Linked DNA regions of Mus musculus: region 2 is linked to region 1. The links are chromatin contacts, called in public ChIA-PET maps. All regions are on one chromosome and are shown on one strand. The core of a region is the stretch at or near the end of the contact, and the rest is flanking DNA. Distances in the headings are between cores, read along the strand shown. Region 1 overlaps Unc79 (unc-79 homolog). Region 2 holds the start of Ifi27 (interferon, alpha-inducible protein 27).

Region 1 (7,957 bases), core at 2,160-4,659:
GCTGTCCTCAACCTAGTGGGGATTCTCCTTTCTCTGTCTTCTCACTGTTGCTATAACAGGCATCAGTTCTACACTGTGTCCAAGCTTCTCCTTCTTTAGGCAAAATGGTTATTGGAGTTGACAGTGTATATTAATTTGGGAATAACTGATATATATATATATATATATATATATATATATATATATATATATATATCCCTCTCATTAAGTTTTAAGTTTCTCTCAGCTATGATTTTGAAATGTGTGCCCACATATATGGAGGGTGTCATCCTTAGGAATGCCATCTAGCTCCTGTGAGACAAAGCCTCTCATTGGTCTAGAGGCTCCAGTTAGGCTCGACTGGCTGGTCAGTGAGCCTCTGTGAGCCCCATCTTCACCTCCCCAGTGCTAGGATTCCCAGTGTACAGTACCAATGCCTTTCCCGGTTATGAGGATTCTCGGTTCAAACTCAGATCCTGGAACTTGTAAGGCAAGTGTTGTCCAGGCTGAACCATCAACCCAGCCCCGGAGCCATGTTCAGTAGTGGTCTTGTACAACTTTGGTTAAAATTTTACATTTTGGAATTTTGTAAATCTTCTGTTTAAACTTTAAACTTTAAATTTTGTAAATCTTTTGTTAAATCTTGTTAGATTGACCCCTAAGAATTTTATACATGTTAGAAATAATGTAAATTGAATTTTTTTTCCTGGTTTTTGAGACAGGGCTTCTCTGTATAGCCCTGGCTGTCCTAGAACTCACTCTGTAGACCAGGTGGGCCTCAAACTCAGAAATCTGCCTGCCTCTGCCTCTCGAGTGCTGGGATTAAAGACATGTGCCACCACTGCCTGGCATAAATTGAATTTTAAAGGAAATAATTTTCAATTTTTTTCCTGGTGGATAAAGATTTTTCTGGATTAGTGTTGTATCCTAGCTTAATTCACACATAAGTTCTAGAAGTTTCCTAGACTTCTAGACTTTATAGACTTTTTACGGTTTTATTTTGTTTGGAAAACATTATATTACCTACCAAAATATGTTTTACTATCCTCCTTTCTGATATTTTGGGGGTTTTGTTACTTTATCATAGTAGGTAGAGCCACCAGTACAATAAGGGATGTGGAAATGGCCGTTCCTGTTTTGTTTCCTGCCTTCACAATCTCATTCTGGTTATGTGTTAGCCAGGGATTTTTTTTGTTGTGTTTTGTTTTTGTTTTCACAGACACTTTTTTTAAAAAACAAACTGTTTTCTTCTATTTCCAATATGTTGAGTAATTTAAAACTCATGTGTTTTTATTTTAATATGTTGAATCACATTGATTGATTTTTTCTCTTCTTTTTTTGTGTTAGCAAATGTGTATATATGTGACGTGATGGTTCACATGTATGTGAGTGTGCATGTCTGTAGCTGTGCGCATTGGCGTGTGGAGGCCCACAGTTGACATCAGGAGTCCTCCTTGGTCATCCTCCTGCCTCATACTTTGAGGCAGGGTCTCTCCACCAAGCCTCAGACCTTGCTATGCTGCTAGTCTGGGTAGGAAGCTTGCTCACGCAGAGCATCCTGGAGCTCCATCCTCCGAGGCTCAAGCTCTAGGTGGTTCACTGTGCCCACATGGAGGATCTGAACTCTGGTCCTTCTCCTGGCCGTTTCCCCAGCCCCTATGTTGATTGTGACGTTATTCTGGCATTCTATGGATAAACCCTATGTGATCATGATATATTATCCTTGTCATCTATAGTTGGATCCAGTGTCCAGAGGAATACTGTGCTGTGTTTTTCTCTTCCTGTTCCTTTGTGTTTGTTTGTTTGTTTATTTATTTATTTATTCAGATTTATCTGATGTTAGTTTTAGGGCTATGGGGGCCTCATGAAACAAATAGCCAAAAGTTTCCCTTGTTCTGTTTATTTATGTCAGTCATAAGTTTAGGGCTCTGTTTTCCCTGGAGGCCGCCTTTGACCTTTGAACCAATGTTCCAAGGTGGACTTGGCATGATGAGGCAGAGGCTGATGTACCTAGCTTAGGAGAGCTTCTTGCCCTTCATCCACTTGGGACCTTTGATTTCTTCCTTCTGGTAACCTACTCCCCTACCCAACCACCTCAGGAATTATTCTCTCTGCTGCTTTTGTCTAAGAGACAGAGCCATGTAAAACCCTCAGGTACTTTTTGTTACAAGTGCCAGCTCAGATGCTCCAAGAAAACATGGCGGATCTCCCAAAAGAAGTGAGGATATTCTCACTGCATTCCCTCAGGGCAACCCTCTCTTGGCCTTGCTAGGCTCTTGCTGATAACTCTTATCCACTTCTAGACTTTGTGGCCTTTGAAAGTCACTGGCTTTGGGATACTCAGCTATACTTGGAGAGTCCTGGAATAATTCTGCTGTCACTTTGGCACTTTATGGATCTGTCTGAAAAAAATTGTTATGAAGTATTAGGTTTGACTATGGGTAATTTCATCTCTCTGGGGGAAACTAGCAAGAAAGATAGTGGATAAAACTGTGGCGCTCAGAGCCTAACCTCTAAATCATTGCATGCATGCTCGTTGGTCTATAGCTTGTGTTGTCCTCTCTGTTTGAACGCAGCATGATGGTTCCAGGCAATGCAGCAGGTGTGGCCAAGCAGTTCCTGCGCTGCATCTTCCATCAGCTGGCCCCCAATGGCATCTTCCCTCAGCTCTTCCAGAGTGCCATCAAAGGTAACTCATCCCCCCACCCCCACCCCAGGACCCAGACACCACAAGCCTGGCCAGTCCCCAGAAAGCCTACTAAATCTGATCATTTGCTTTATAGATGGGACTTTTTTAAGGACCTTAGCCACATCTCTCATGGACTTCAACGAGCTGAGCTCAATTGCTGCCCTCAGTCAGCTCTTGGAGGTAGGTTTGCGTGAAAGGTACCCTAGGTCCCAGGCAAAGTTATGTACCACATCTGTCTCCCTCCCTGAGGCACCCCTGGACTGCTTCACGGTGAAGTGTTGTATCTAACATAGAGAAGTCCCAGACTGCTTCACCATGCCCAGGTGTTGCTAGGAAGAAAGCAGCGGCTGCTATTATCAACAGCTCCAATCTTTACTTTGGAAGAGTCTTTCCAGCAGGCGTTGTTCATTACCTTCTTAGCACCCATCCAGACCCATTCTATATCCTTAGAGAGTTCTTAATTCATGATCCCATTTTATCTTCAGGACATAAAGATCATTAGTTTTGCCCCTGCCGTTTTACTAAATGTAGCTGGTTTCCCTCTGTATTCCTTCTGGCTGTTAGAGCAGTCAGCCTGTGTAGCAGGCAGCCCATCGTGTTTATAGTGCAAATATTTAAGGTTTCTAAGCAAACCTTCTCTGGGTAGCTTTATGATTCGTGTCCTGTTTCAGCAGTTGATTGCCTATGCTTTTGTGTTTTTAGGGTCTAAATAACAAAAAGAATTTACCAGCAGGGGGTGCTATGATACGCTGTTTGGAAAACATTGCCACGTTCATGGAAGCTCTGCCCATGGATTCTCCTAGTAGTCTCTGGACCACAATCAGCAACCAGTTTCAGACATTTTTTGCCAAGCTGCCTTGTGTTTTACCTCTGAAGGTGAGCTCAGCCCAAGTTTTTTTTAGCTTCCATTACTTTCTGCCCATCTGCTTACAGAGACCAACATGCGAAGCACGGTCGGTCAGGTGATCTGATAGAGCCCAAGAAGCTAGGGGAAATCTGTCAGCTAGAGGAGAGAGTTATTTAGGTCATCCACTCTGCTGTCGGCAGCATGGAGTGGGTACTTTGCTTGCTGATAATGAAGGTACCCCGTGACCACGTGGTTTTTAGTTGAATGCCAACCGACTGTGGTTTGTTTCTTTCCTTTCTTTCTTTTTAAAATTTGTGTTTGTTTCATTTTCAGCGAGGGAGCTAGAACTCAGCCTCCTGTGCATGCTAGGTAATCATCCTATTACTGAACTATATCCCCAGTCCTTAGGTGGGCTTTCTGCAGAAATGCTCTTCTCAAGTGGATATCCAATAGGCAAGGAAATTAATAGCTTATCTAAAAGGAATCCAGACGTAGGTAAAGTGTTAGCTTTAGAGAATTATTTAAAGTGGCATGTGTTTTGTTTTGTTTTGCTTTGCTTTGTTTCGGTTTTTCTGAGTAATGTTCAGGAAAGAGCAAGATGATATTCAGTGGTTAATCTGTAGTTCAAGGGTCATTGTCGTCAGGGGCCTGATAATAAAAAAAAAAAAAAAAAATAGAAAAGGAAAGAAAGAAAAGCAGGAACTTGTTTTATTAAAGCGGGAGAAACCAATAAGACACATTCTTCCTGTATGTCATCAAATAAAGAGTTGTACCGTAAGAGAGGAGGTGTGAGTTGTAATTGCTCCATGGAGGTGGGGAGAAGGTTGGAACTCACGCCTCCTGACTCCCAGTCTAGTGCTCCTGTATGACTGCACACTGCTGTAAACCAAGAAAGCCGCAAGCGTTTGTATCTCCAGGACCGGGGCCAGGAGGTAGCCAGCCTTGGCAGAGCCACTTCTTTGTCCCTTTGTCTCCACTAGAGTTGTGTGACTTCTTCATGTAACTCAGATAAAATTACTACAAAGCAAAGTCGAATAACTTGTTCATCTGACCAGTGAAGTCACATGTTGGTACTTCTGGAATAAATGCCTCATATGTATAAGATGTTGCAGAGGTCAGCTAACCGTGGCAATCACAGTTGTGGAACCAGTGGATGCTAATAAGGATGCTGATAAGGAGCTGGTAATTCGGAGCCTTTAGCTTGCCGAGTGCTGTTGCTAGGGTTCAAGGGGACTGTGGAGAGCAGCCCAGGTTTCTGTATCACCACTCTCTGGGTTACCTGTTTATCCATAGCTTAAAGTAGATGAGCAAATCCAAGCAAAGAGGACTAGTCCTGGGCTAGCTAGATAGCTCAGGGAGTAAGGGTGCTTGCCACCAAGCCTGACAATCTGAGTTCAATTCCCAAGTCCCCCACAATGGATGGAAAGACTGATTCCCAAAGATTTCAAACATCCATATGTGTGCACACACACACACACACACACACACACACACACACACACACACACACACACACACACACACACACGAGCCATTCAGAAGCACCTATCCCGATAATGAAGATGCTGAACTCCATACTGACCAGCAGGGGGTGCTGCTGCTGTAAACAACTGGCATGCCTAATTTGTGACAATCAGCTGCGCCTGCAGGGACTCCACCCTTAATGAGTTGAGTGGTGTGGTGAGAGGCAAGGTACTACGGAGAACGGAGCCCCTTGACAGCGTTAATGCATGGCACCTATGGAGGACTGCCCTCCTCTCCTGCTGATGGTGGCTATGTGGGAACAGGCCTCAGCATACAGATCTTCCCCCAACTAAGATGACATTTTCTGGCTTTTAAGTCACTAGAGTTTGGCCTGATTAGCAGCTAGTTTTCAGCTCCTGCTTTAAAGTAAGTAAATGTCACACCAATTCTGAAGGCAATTGGCATATTGAACAGGCCGAGGTTCTTTTTAAAAGATACTTAGAAAATGCCGTCAGGATTTGTGTAAGAGCGTTCCCTGCTAGGTCAGATCTGAGAACTGATTCCGTTTTGTCCTTAATCTCTTGGGAAAGTAATACTCTCCACTGAAAAGCTTGCAGTTTGCTTTTGAGAAGTCTCATTGAAGTGGATCTTGGACTTCAGGGTGCACCGCAGCTCCTGCTAAACACAGGGCCACGACTGGTCAGAGTTTGGCCCGAGGATTTGCATTTGAACAAATGCAAATTTCAGGTGACAGACGAGCTGCAAGTCCTGGGATCCAAGATGATTCCCTCTGGCTTAGTCTGTACTGTGTGGAAGGCTTCAGTGCAACCTTGTAGAAATGTTGCTAAGGATATGCTTGCAACAGTAAAGGGCAGCTTATTTGTGCTCTGCCATTTCCTCCCAGTCTCTGTAAACACAGGGATTTTCAAAGCACATTTTCATGTAGAATCTTGTTTTTTTTTTTTTTTTTTCTCAAAAATTTTGCTACTTTTCTCCAGGTTCCAGGTCATGTCTTTTCCTGACAAAGGGAAGATGGCTTCACCCCCTAGGGACTGGGGACAGGTAGCTCAGCAGTGCCACACCCTTTTTCTATGCACAAGGACCAAATTTAATCCCTAGCCTTGTGAAATGTTAAAATAAGAAACAAATCCCAGAGAAAGGATGATAAAACTGGATCTTATTTGGACTAAAGATTTCTATAAGGTTTTGCTTTGCCCCAAAATAGCTTTTCATAATTTAGTGTACCTCCTTAGACTAGTATACATTTAACATCTGCCTACTTACTTCTGTGTCTACTTAACATCTTTCTATCCACCTGTTCATCCGCCTATCTGCCCGTCTGTCTATCCATCCATCTATCCATCCGTCTATCCATCCATCCATACATTCATCTACCCACCAGTTCTTTATCCAACTTTCTATATCATTTCATTCTAGAACTGTATCTTTGAGAAATAGCTTCAGAGCTATGTTTATTTATTTATTTATTTATTTAATGATTATTTTAATTTTATGTAATTTTCTCATTGAAATCTATCTGAAAATGATTATTTTTAATATACATAGGAAACAGTCTAGCTGTAGTTACAGTAAGAATTATGTGTGCATGTGTGTGTGTGTTTGTGTATAAGTACATGAGGGTATATATGTTTGTGTGTGTGTATGTATGTATGTGTGTGTGTGTGTGCATGTTTGTGCATGTGTGTATGCATATGTGTATAAGGGTATATGTATGTGTGAATTGCTGTGAGAATGTGTTCATGTGGAGGCCAGAAGTCAGCACTGGGAATCACTCTTTAGGCATGGCCCACCATGTCTTTGAGATGGGCTCTCTTCCTGGCCTGAGCTCACTGAGTTGGCCAGGTTGACTGACCAGCGAGCGCCAGGAATCTCAATGCCTTCACCACACCTGCCAACACACCCAGTTCATTTATATGGGTTCTAGAGAGCAAGTATGGGACTTTATGCCTGGGTGGCATAAAGCCCTTTACTGTTGGAGCTATCACCCCAGACCCATATTCTTCCTTTTGCAAAATAAATGCAGGAAATATTTGAAGCAAAGGAAACCTTGAGAGTTGACTTTTCGTTTTTCATATCTGTTCACAGTGTTCTTTAGATTCCAGTTTGAGAATTATGATTTGCCTCTTGAAGATACCTTCCACCAATGCCACGAGGGTATGTATTTTTTGTTTTAAAGTACTTCAGAAAAGCTTGACTGGTTGATTATTTGATTGCTTTATAACTGAAAGAGAGGCAGATAGCAATACTGATAACCTGGCTGCAAATGGAATGACCCAGTTAGCATCATGATAGGTCAGCATCTAATATCCCGCAATGCTACTGTTTGTAGCCATTCATCCTGGTCTAGCCCATCACTCCATCCTCCAAATTATCAACTAGTTGAACCTTTTAAATAGGGTTGTGTTGGTTCCTCAGCTAAAAGTCTTTGATGACTGCTGATTTCTTTCAGGATAATGTTTAAATTCCTTGATGTGGCATACACTCACATCCCTTCTCATCAGCCCACCTTCCCAGTCTAATCCCACTACTTGTTCCATTTATCCATGGCTCCCATGCAGCTTCAAAGTCAGCATCATTATCATCATGATGACAGTGGACAATGTCTGTTGAATGCTCCTGTACTTTACACATATAATCTTAGTTTCAGATCCTCACCTTTGTTTAGGCTGTTTCCTTTGCCTGACATACTTTAAACCCTTGTCTGTACTGAACACCTTTTCATCCTTCAAGTCCCAGTTAAGGGTTCTAAATGCTCATACTATCAGTAGGAAGCACTTCCTTGATTGAGCATTTAGTATTAACACTGACAGTTTCCTGCAGTTGCCAGGAAGATCATGAGCCTTGTGGGGGTGTTCAGGACTGTTTCTCATTTCCTTTTATACCCTGCTCACATATCTTGGCTGTTTCCTGTGCAGCAGTACAAGAGCATATTTTATGACAGTGCATAATTACTAACT
Region 2 (7,957 bases), core at 1,532-4,031, 290 kb after region 1:
CCTGTGATCCTAATCTGGAGGCTGGGAGATACAAGTTTCTGACCTGGATCTTGGCATGGAGATCTTGAGGCATAGTGGCTATGAATTCCAGAAGATTAAGACATGGACATCTCTGAGTTCAAGGTCATCTGGGACAAAGCGTGATCCAGGCATGGTGGCACACACTTTTAATCTGGACCATACCTTCTGCTGGAGACCTACATAAGGACAGTGGAAGAAGGAAGATTTACTCTCTCTCTCTCTCTCCTTCACCTGCTTGCCTTGTGGGACTGAGCAACTGCTAGATCCTTGGACTTCCATTCACAGACCCTGCTGACCACTGTTGGGAGTTGGACTCCAGACTGTAAGTCACCAACAAATTCCCTTACTATATAGAGACTACCCATAAGTTCTGTGATTCTAGAGAACCCTGACTAATACAAACTCTGTCCATGCAAGGTAAGCAATCTACCACTAAGACACATCACTAACCTTTGGCTGTCTGATATATGGCCCTGCGATTAAAGCCAGGTTGCCCTTGACCTCTACAACTTCAGGCTACACATTGACAAGCACTGGAATATCTGGGATACATGACCATGCCCACTGCTCCTTCTAACTGTCCAATCAAATACATCAGGCCAGGCATGGTGATGCACACTTTTAATCTCAGCATTCAGGAGGCAGAGGCAGGTGGATCTCTATGATTCAGAGACCAGTCTGGTCTACACAGTGAGTCCCAGTACAGAAGAGAAACAAAAGACAAAACCAAACCAAAAATAAAGAGAGAAAGAGAGAGAGAGAGAGAGAGAGAGAGAGAGAGAGAGAGAGAGAGAGAGAGAAAGACACAAATCCAAATAATCTAATGATTAGCAAAATAATACTACAGAAAAACTCTTCTAGGTTGGGGATGCATCTCAATGGTAGAATGCTTGCCTAGTGTACACAGAGCCTTGGATTTTGTCCTCATTATGGAAGAAACCAGGCATGGTGATATATGCATATAATCCAGCACTCTCCCAAGCAGAAGATTCAAGGTCATCCTTAGAGGCACGCTTAGTGTAAGGCTAGCCTTAGCTAAAATTCACTTATTCTATCAAATTTTACAACATTTATTGTTGACATAACCCTCCTAAGGGCTAAAGTTCTGTTTTAAGTTTAAAGAACTGTGCTTTAGAGATATATACTATATATTATATGTGATATCAAATAATCCTGTCATCTTATAAGCCCCACTTGCCCAAGGTCAGACAACTTCCTGGAAGGTCTGGGGTTGATATGTATGGAAGACAACAAGCCACTGGTGTTTTCACTTCAGTAAACAATACTGGTTGCCCTAACTGCACAGGCCGTGCTTGATTGAAGTTAGGCAGGAAGTACATAGACAGAAAAGAAGTCTGGATGTGTGCTTCCCATGAGTGGATGTACGCTTGCCCCTGATTGAATGTATGCTTGCCTCTGATTGGGTGGAAGTGAGACGGACAAAGCTCTTTGCCTTTATTGTACTTTTTGAATATTCTGTAGTTATAGCAATTATATGCCTTCCCAGTGAGAAAAACATCCACACACTTGAGGATTAGAAAAGAGAAGGTGGGATGGAGAGTTGGCTCAGTAGTCAAAAGCACTTCTTGTTGCACAGGATGCCCATGGCTCTCACCGCCTCTTCCAACACCAAGCACAGTGTGGTGCACAGATATATACACCCAGACACGATACTCATGCACATAAAAGAGTAAAAATAAATATACATTTTTTTTAAGGAAAAGGCTTCCTACTAGGCCTACAACTAGTAGTTGTGGTAACAGTGACAATAATAGGCTCTGGCTAATGTACAAAGATAACTGGACACAAGATTTTACTAACTTATTTACACCATAGGCTTAGCATTCGGCAGGAACTGTCACCCTTCGGTCTCTTTCAGTCCCAGCCCCAGGGTACACTTTGAATATTTAACCAGAGACAGGAGACTGAAAGTCAGGCAGCTTGGACAGATGGGAGATTTATACAGCAAAGGTATTGCCGGAATTATTTTTAATTTCACCAGTGTTGTTCCTTTTGAATGTTTGCAACCCAGGTCTATCTTGCCTGCATGCAGAATTCAGCCTTTCTTAATAAGAGGTTAGGGGGTTTGATGGCAGACTAGGACTTAAAGGTGGCTGTGACCTTGAGGTGCTCTCTTGAGTTGCCCTTTAGAGCCTGTTCTTTGATATGGGGAGGGAACAAAGGTCTGATTATGAGTCAAGGTTGTTGCCCGTTGTTACAGGAACGGAGCCAGATTTGGGTTCATTCTTGGTGAACAACAGCAAAAACCTTCTCAGCCACCCTAAACTTCAATCATGGTACAAAATTTTATTTTCTACAGTGTATAAGAAACCCAGTGATATTTCACTTTCATTCCTTTCATATTGGAGACATTCCAGTTTGTGTAATTTAATATTAAATTCGACTTCGTGCAACTTAATATTTTCTAAGTGACATTATTAATAAATGTTTACAACCTCAATTTTATTACTTCAAGTTTCTCCCACAGCACTGTCACTGGAAGGAAAAAAACCCACTGGCAAACGTGTTATATTTTACAATACTTTGTAAACCGATTAACACTCAGAACCCTCAGTAAAAGAATAGTGAATTTTTCTTCCCAGCCAAAACAGCAGTGGGAATGGAAATTTTTCTCATTGGCTGCCTTCCATCACTGAGTGTTTCTTCAATCTGAGTGGATTTGTCGGGCCTGGAGAGAGCTGGGGAAATAGAAACCTATCTTATTGGCTGTCTTCAGTCACGGGGTGTATCTTCAACTAGAGTGGATTTGTCGGGCCTGGAGAGAGCTGGGGAAATCGAAACTTATTTCAGCAGCTGTCTTCAGTCACTGGGTGTGTCTTCCTGCACAGTGGACTTGACGGGCCTGGAGGGAGGAGAGGAAATTGAAACCTATCTCATCCTCTAGTTTATTTACATCATTGGGTATGTCTTCTTTGACCACAGTAGAGTTTTCCACTCTGAAATGAACTGGGTTTTCCAGAAACGAATCCAAGATCCAGCTGTTGGTAGTAGTGGGGGTGGGGATGTCAGTTGGGGTCTTCAGGAAATCTTCAGTGGGTAGGTCCAGAACAGAGACCCTACTCAGATGCCCCTAGGCCTAGGAGGCAAAAGTCCTCAGAGGCTGAAGGGAAGCCAATGTACAGGCTCTCTCAGAAGCCGTCTAGTTCTTGAAAAGGCACCTATCTATAAAGGTAATGGGTTATTTTTCCTAAGCTGGCGCAATGAGATAATTCAAGTCAGATTAATTCTATATAGGCAGATTTATCAGGAAGCTGCTCTCAGGCAAGATCACTGGCCACAAGGACCAAGTTCAGGGACCTCATTATGGTGATAGGAGGATGAGACAGAGACATGTGCATGCACCAAGAGAGAACAGAAGTCCAGGAAGAGACAGTTAGACACCAGCATGTCTGGACCATTTAGGGAAGAGGCCTGGGCTTATGGCAGCCCAGCCTTTGGGCTGGACAGTTCAAGGGTTGGGCCAGGGTATGCCAGGGAGGGACTGAGGGATGCTGGGAGAACCTGGAGGCCAGGTCTGGAACCTGGAGGTCAGGTCTGCTTTGACATGTCAAATATGCACCTCAGTCTCTTGTCCTTGGGTCTGAAACCAAATAGTGGGTGTGTTCCAAGAAGGAAGGGACCCCAGGCCCTATTAGTCTCTGAAGGCTAGAGGTTGGTGAAGTGAGCTATAAGGGTTAAGAGTAATGTAGTCAGCCTGCCACTTGTAAGCAGCTGGACCAGGCTGGTTTGGTGCCTAAGGTCTTTGCTATGGAGCCTTCTGGCCTGGAGTGAATCACTTGCACTGTCTAAAATGGCTCCTTAATCCCTACAAGAAGCAGGATCTCAGACCCTAGGGCTGGGGCCAAGCCCAGTGTGGCCACCAATTCTGAGCAGCCTCTCTCTCCAGCCGGGAGCCATTCAGTGTTTGCAGGTTCGTTGGTGGAATCCAGCTCTTGGTCTCCAATCTCATCAAAACTCCAATTCACTCCATAGATTCGGTTCCTGTTTGGAAACTTAACTGGTCCTCATGGCGTTTTCGGGCACAGGGACACTGGTGGCTTCCATTGTCTCCAAGATGACATCTTCAGCAGCCATGGTCAAAGCTGGAGGGGCAGTCTCTGGCACCATTCTAGCTGGTTCGAAGGGTGAGTGCCCATGGAAGAATGGAGAGTGGGCTGGGGGGTGGGGCTGGGGACAGCTATGGAGCATGTAGCATCCTGACCTCAGAGCTGCCCACTGTCTCACATCCCACATAGTCTTGACTCTGAAAAATACCTGAGGGAGCCAAGACTAGTGTAATGAGGCTGGGTCTGAGTCCCTAGAAACTCAGACCTACCTGCTTCACAGGGTCGTCCTCTGGAACTTTGGTCCCTGGGGTCTGGAGCTGGGTCCTCCCATCTCTTCTCACTGACTCACCAACAAGGTTCATCTTTTGTGGAACTGTCAGTCCTGCTGGCTGTACAAGCCGTGGTATGGACTTAAATAAAGTTAGCTCCTTCCTCCAGCTTGTGAAGGCCTCTCTGATTTTATTTATTTAATTCCCTTGCACGAATCTTCTTTCTCAGCCCCCAATTTCCAGCCTGCTGTGGAGATTTTCTTTATCATTTGCCTGACTGAAGAGGGCAATGGATAACATTCTCAATGGATAGCATTAGGGCACCCCGTTACTTTTCTCACACTTAGAAATGAGGCTCTTAAAAACCCACCCTAAGCCGGGCAGTGGTGGTGCACACCTTTAATCCCAGCACTCGGGAGGCAGAGGCAGGCAGATTTCTGAGTTCGAGGCCAGCCTGGTCTACAAAGTGAGTTCCAGGACAGCCAGGGCTACACAGAGAAACCCTGTCTCAGAAAAAAACCAAAAAAAAAAAAAAAAAAAAAAAAAAAGCAAACGAACAAACAAACAAACCCAAGAACTAACCAAACCAACCAAACAAACAAAAAAACCCACCCTAGAAGAAGATAAAAAAAATCAGCCCTTCTAAATCTATACAGAATCTTTGTGTAGCTTCTTTTTCTTTCTGTCACCCAGGGCAGACACTCTCAGCCCCCCACAGCAGTCTTTTCATGATGGTTTGAGTCCCTTCATGAGGGATACATTTCTGACCCCTCTCTGATCTGTGATTTTACCCTCCAGGGCTCATCCTGTTAACACAGAGTGCCCTGGGCTCTGCAACATCTGCACTTGGAGCACTGAAGGTTGGCACCATTTTATCTGGGTTCTCTGCCTCCACCTTGGCTGCTTCCCCCATTGGAGGTAACTGGCCCTGCATGTCCATCCCACACTCCTGCTTGGGACCCAGGTCTACATGGAGAACAATGACAAGCCACCTCTCTCATTCCTTTGTGCTTATCAGGGATTCAGAGGGATAGGAAATTTATCAGAGGAGGTAACTTAAGATCAGTAGAATGTTAGTGAATAGAACTTTATTGCATGCATTCACATCTTAATTGCTAGCCTATTACATTGGTTAGTTCATTGAGTTTTTCTAATGACCTCAGAGGAGGGTAACATCTCTCTCTCCCACTCCCCCTCCCCCTCTCTACTTCCCCTCCCCCTCTCCCTCTCTCTCTCCTCTTGGAATGGAGGCTCACTCTATAGCCCAGGCCAGCTCAGAGAGCACTATGGATGTAGCCCACCATGATTGACCTTAAGCTTGTCACAAGGTGTGGCCTTGTTGGAGAAGAAGTGTCACTGGGGGTAGTCTTTGAGTTGCAAAAGCATCACAACTACCTGCCTGGTGCCCTGCACCCTGTCACAATGATTGCTTATCCCTATGTCAGTGGCCCTCAGCCCTAAATTCTAGAGCCAGTACTCTGTGCTGGGAGGCTACACACGTGTTCTATGTATACCTACTTGACTACTGGTCTTTTTCCTTTTTTTCATAGAAGCCAGGGCAGTCACTCAACTACCAACGTGTATGGCAAGCCTCTGCTTTTGTCTGTTTTTTTGTTTTGCTGTAGAGGAACCTGCTTTGGTGGGCAGGGAGAAGAAAAGTGACTTCAGATTTTCCTTCCCCGCAGCAGGCAAAGCAGCAAGAAGGCAGAGAAAGGAAGGACAAAGCAAAATCTACCTGAAGGGTTTTGAGTTCTCCAGAGGCAAGCTGTCAGGACCTGCTCAGGGCAGAGCTATGCCCTGGGGTCTCTCTCAGGGATAGGCACACAGGGCTCATTCCTTCTTGTGAGCTTGGTGGTGGTGGTGGGGGGGGGGGATAGAGACCATTCTCACAGGATTGTTTTTTCTTTCTAGCCAAGGCTGTTGTGGCTGTGCTTGGGGGAGGTGAGTGACTTCACGCAATGGGTGCAGGTTCCCTCCTACCTCTCCCTGTAAGCATCAGAGCCAAGACATGCCCCATCTTGTCCCAGTTGGCTGTCCCAGAGGTAGTGGGGCAAACATGGTGATGAAATAGGGAACTGGTTGAAAGAAGGAACTAGAAAGAAGGAGTGTAGTGGTGTAGAGGCAGGAGAGGCCACACCTCCCTCAGTGCCCTTGTCCTCCTGGGAGAGCAGTCACCTTGTGACCTGGTGCATGATTTGAATTCCTTTGAGCTCCTAATTTTTACCCTGAAAGATAAAACGGAACTGTTTATCCCATTTAGTAATTACCAAGGGGGCTCTAGGACGGAAAAAGCACTTGGAATGTACTAGAGTTTGCTGTGTGTTGGGGTCTGAGAGTCGTCTCACATACCACATGAACACTGATCTTACTCGGAGAAGGCTAGTGTGTTGAGCATTCACCCCAGGTCTGATTGATCAAGGCCTCAGACAAGACTTAGGATCTAACTGCTATCTGGAACTATAATCCTACAGAGCTCTCAAGCCTGAAATCCACAAGTATCTGTGCCTAGTTATTTTACCAATCAGCATTGAGGGTTAGGAGACTTCCCTAGGAACATGTCTCTCTTGCACATTTATCCCTTTCCCATTGGGTATGGGTAATCAAGTGTGGTAGGGGACTTGCCTTGCCTAACTTTCACGTCGTAGTCTGCCAACCAGGATGTCAGTTACTCATGTTCATGAATATTTCTGTCAGTAGGATGTCAATTCTCCGGGAGGTCTTGGGAACTTAAAACTTTTTATAACCCCCGACTCAAGGTGGAAGTCTTATTTCAAATGGCTACTTATATTGTGTGGATTTCCTATTATGTTGGGGTCTATACCCAGAGCAACTTATATTGGCAAAAACCATAAAAGCACATAGCCATGTGCAGGAAGTGTGCTGTAGCTTATTGAGGCTACTTATACAAAGCAGTTCTACCTGCCTTCCATTGTGATTGCATCCTAAAAACACTGAAGCATAGAACATTACAGAATATGCAAAAATTGGGCATGAGAAAGTACTACTAGTAACAGCATAGTAGAAAATTCCTTTGCTACAGTAATCAGAGCATAGGAGAAAGTTCCCTTGCAACATTGGGAACGGCTTAAAATGCCTGGCTAGACAAGCAGCAGTTACTCAGGCCTAAACACTCAGCAGTCACTATCAGCCTGGTGGCTTCTGACATGGACCCAAGCAGGGCTGGGAGATGCCTCCTCCAGTCATTCCAGTTGGGTATCACTTATGTTCTTTGTCTGAGCAAGATGTTCTGTAGAAACACTCATTCAGGGCTGCTCTATTCTCCCCACATTACTCCAAGACAGACATTGAGCCCAGCAAGTGCCTTTCTGAAGGTCTTGCTCCCAATCCTAGCCAGGCAAGAACTCCACCCTCACTGACTAACATCTCCTCTCCTACTGTGCTCCCTGAATCCTGACTACCAGCACTCTAGTTCAGAGAGGGCCTCTTGCCTTGCCCTTCACCTTTGCTCTCTAGGCTTCTCCAGAGTTACAGGGAAGAGGAGAAGCCCTGGCTCAGTCCCCTCTGCCCATTCTCTCCTTCTCCAGACCCCTGGGAGTCCTTCAGGCTTAACGGAGTATATTGGGGAATGGGGGATCCCTG

What was found. ChIA-PET counts read pairs in DNA pulled down with a chosen protein or histone mark.
Region 2: a contact with region 1 is called in an RNA polymerase II ChIA-PET map of memory CD8 T cells, with 6 read pairs. The contact joins the promoter of Ifi27 here to the enhancer-like site in region 1. A contact is called at or near these places in 3 of 39 promoter capture datasets (the C10 cell line and pre-B cells), 1 of 15 datasets of contacts at CTCF or cohesin (large pre-B cells), 1 of 484 Hi-C or Micro-C datasets (pro-B cells), 6 of 115 datasets of contacts at active chromatin or transcription factors (effector CD8 T cells, embryonic stem cells, large pre-B cells and 2 more) and 1 of 9 other capture datasets (adipose tissue).

Annotation. Positions count from the first base shown.
Region 1 is chr12:103,139,217-103,147,173 of GRCm38.p6, forward strand. Unc79 (unc-79 homolog) reads left to right here. Exons shown (of 49, transcript NM_001081017.2): 36 at 2,556-2,668; 37 at 2,763-2,848; 38 at 3,371-3,544; 39 at 7,086-7,154. Among named protein-coding and RNA genes, the nearest start is that of Prima1, 99 kb to the right of the region's middle. Within about 2 kb of position 3,410, at least 18 of the 459 cell types and tissues checked have an H3K27ac peak or open chromatin away from gene starts, as enhancers often do. A contact at or near this core is called in memory CD8 T cells, where this site is marked.
Region 2 is chr12:103,431,408-103,439,364 of GRCm38.p6, forward strand. Ifi27 (interferon, alpha-inducible protein 27) reads left to right here and starts at 2,782. Exons shown (of 6, transcript NM_194067.2): 1 at 2,782-2,943; 2 at 4,015-4,166; 3 at 5,156-5,275; 4 at 6,269-6,298. The coding sequence starts at 4,049. It also overlaps a transcript of Ifi27l2a not described here.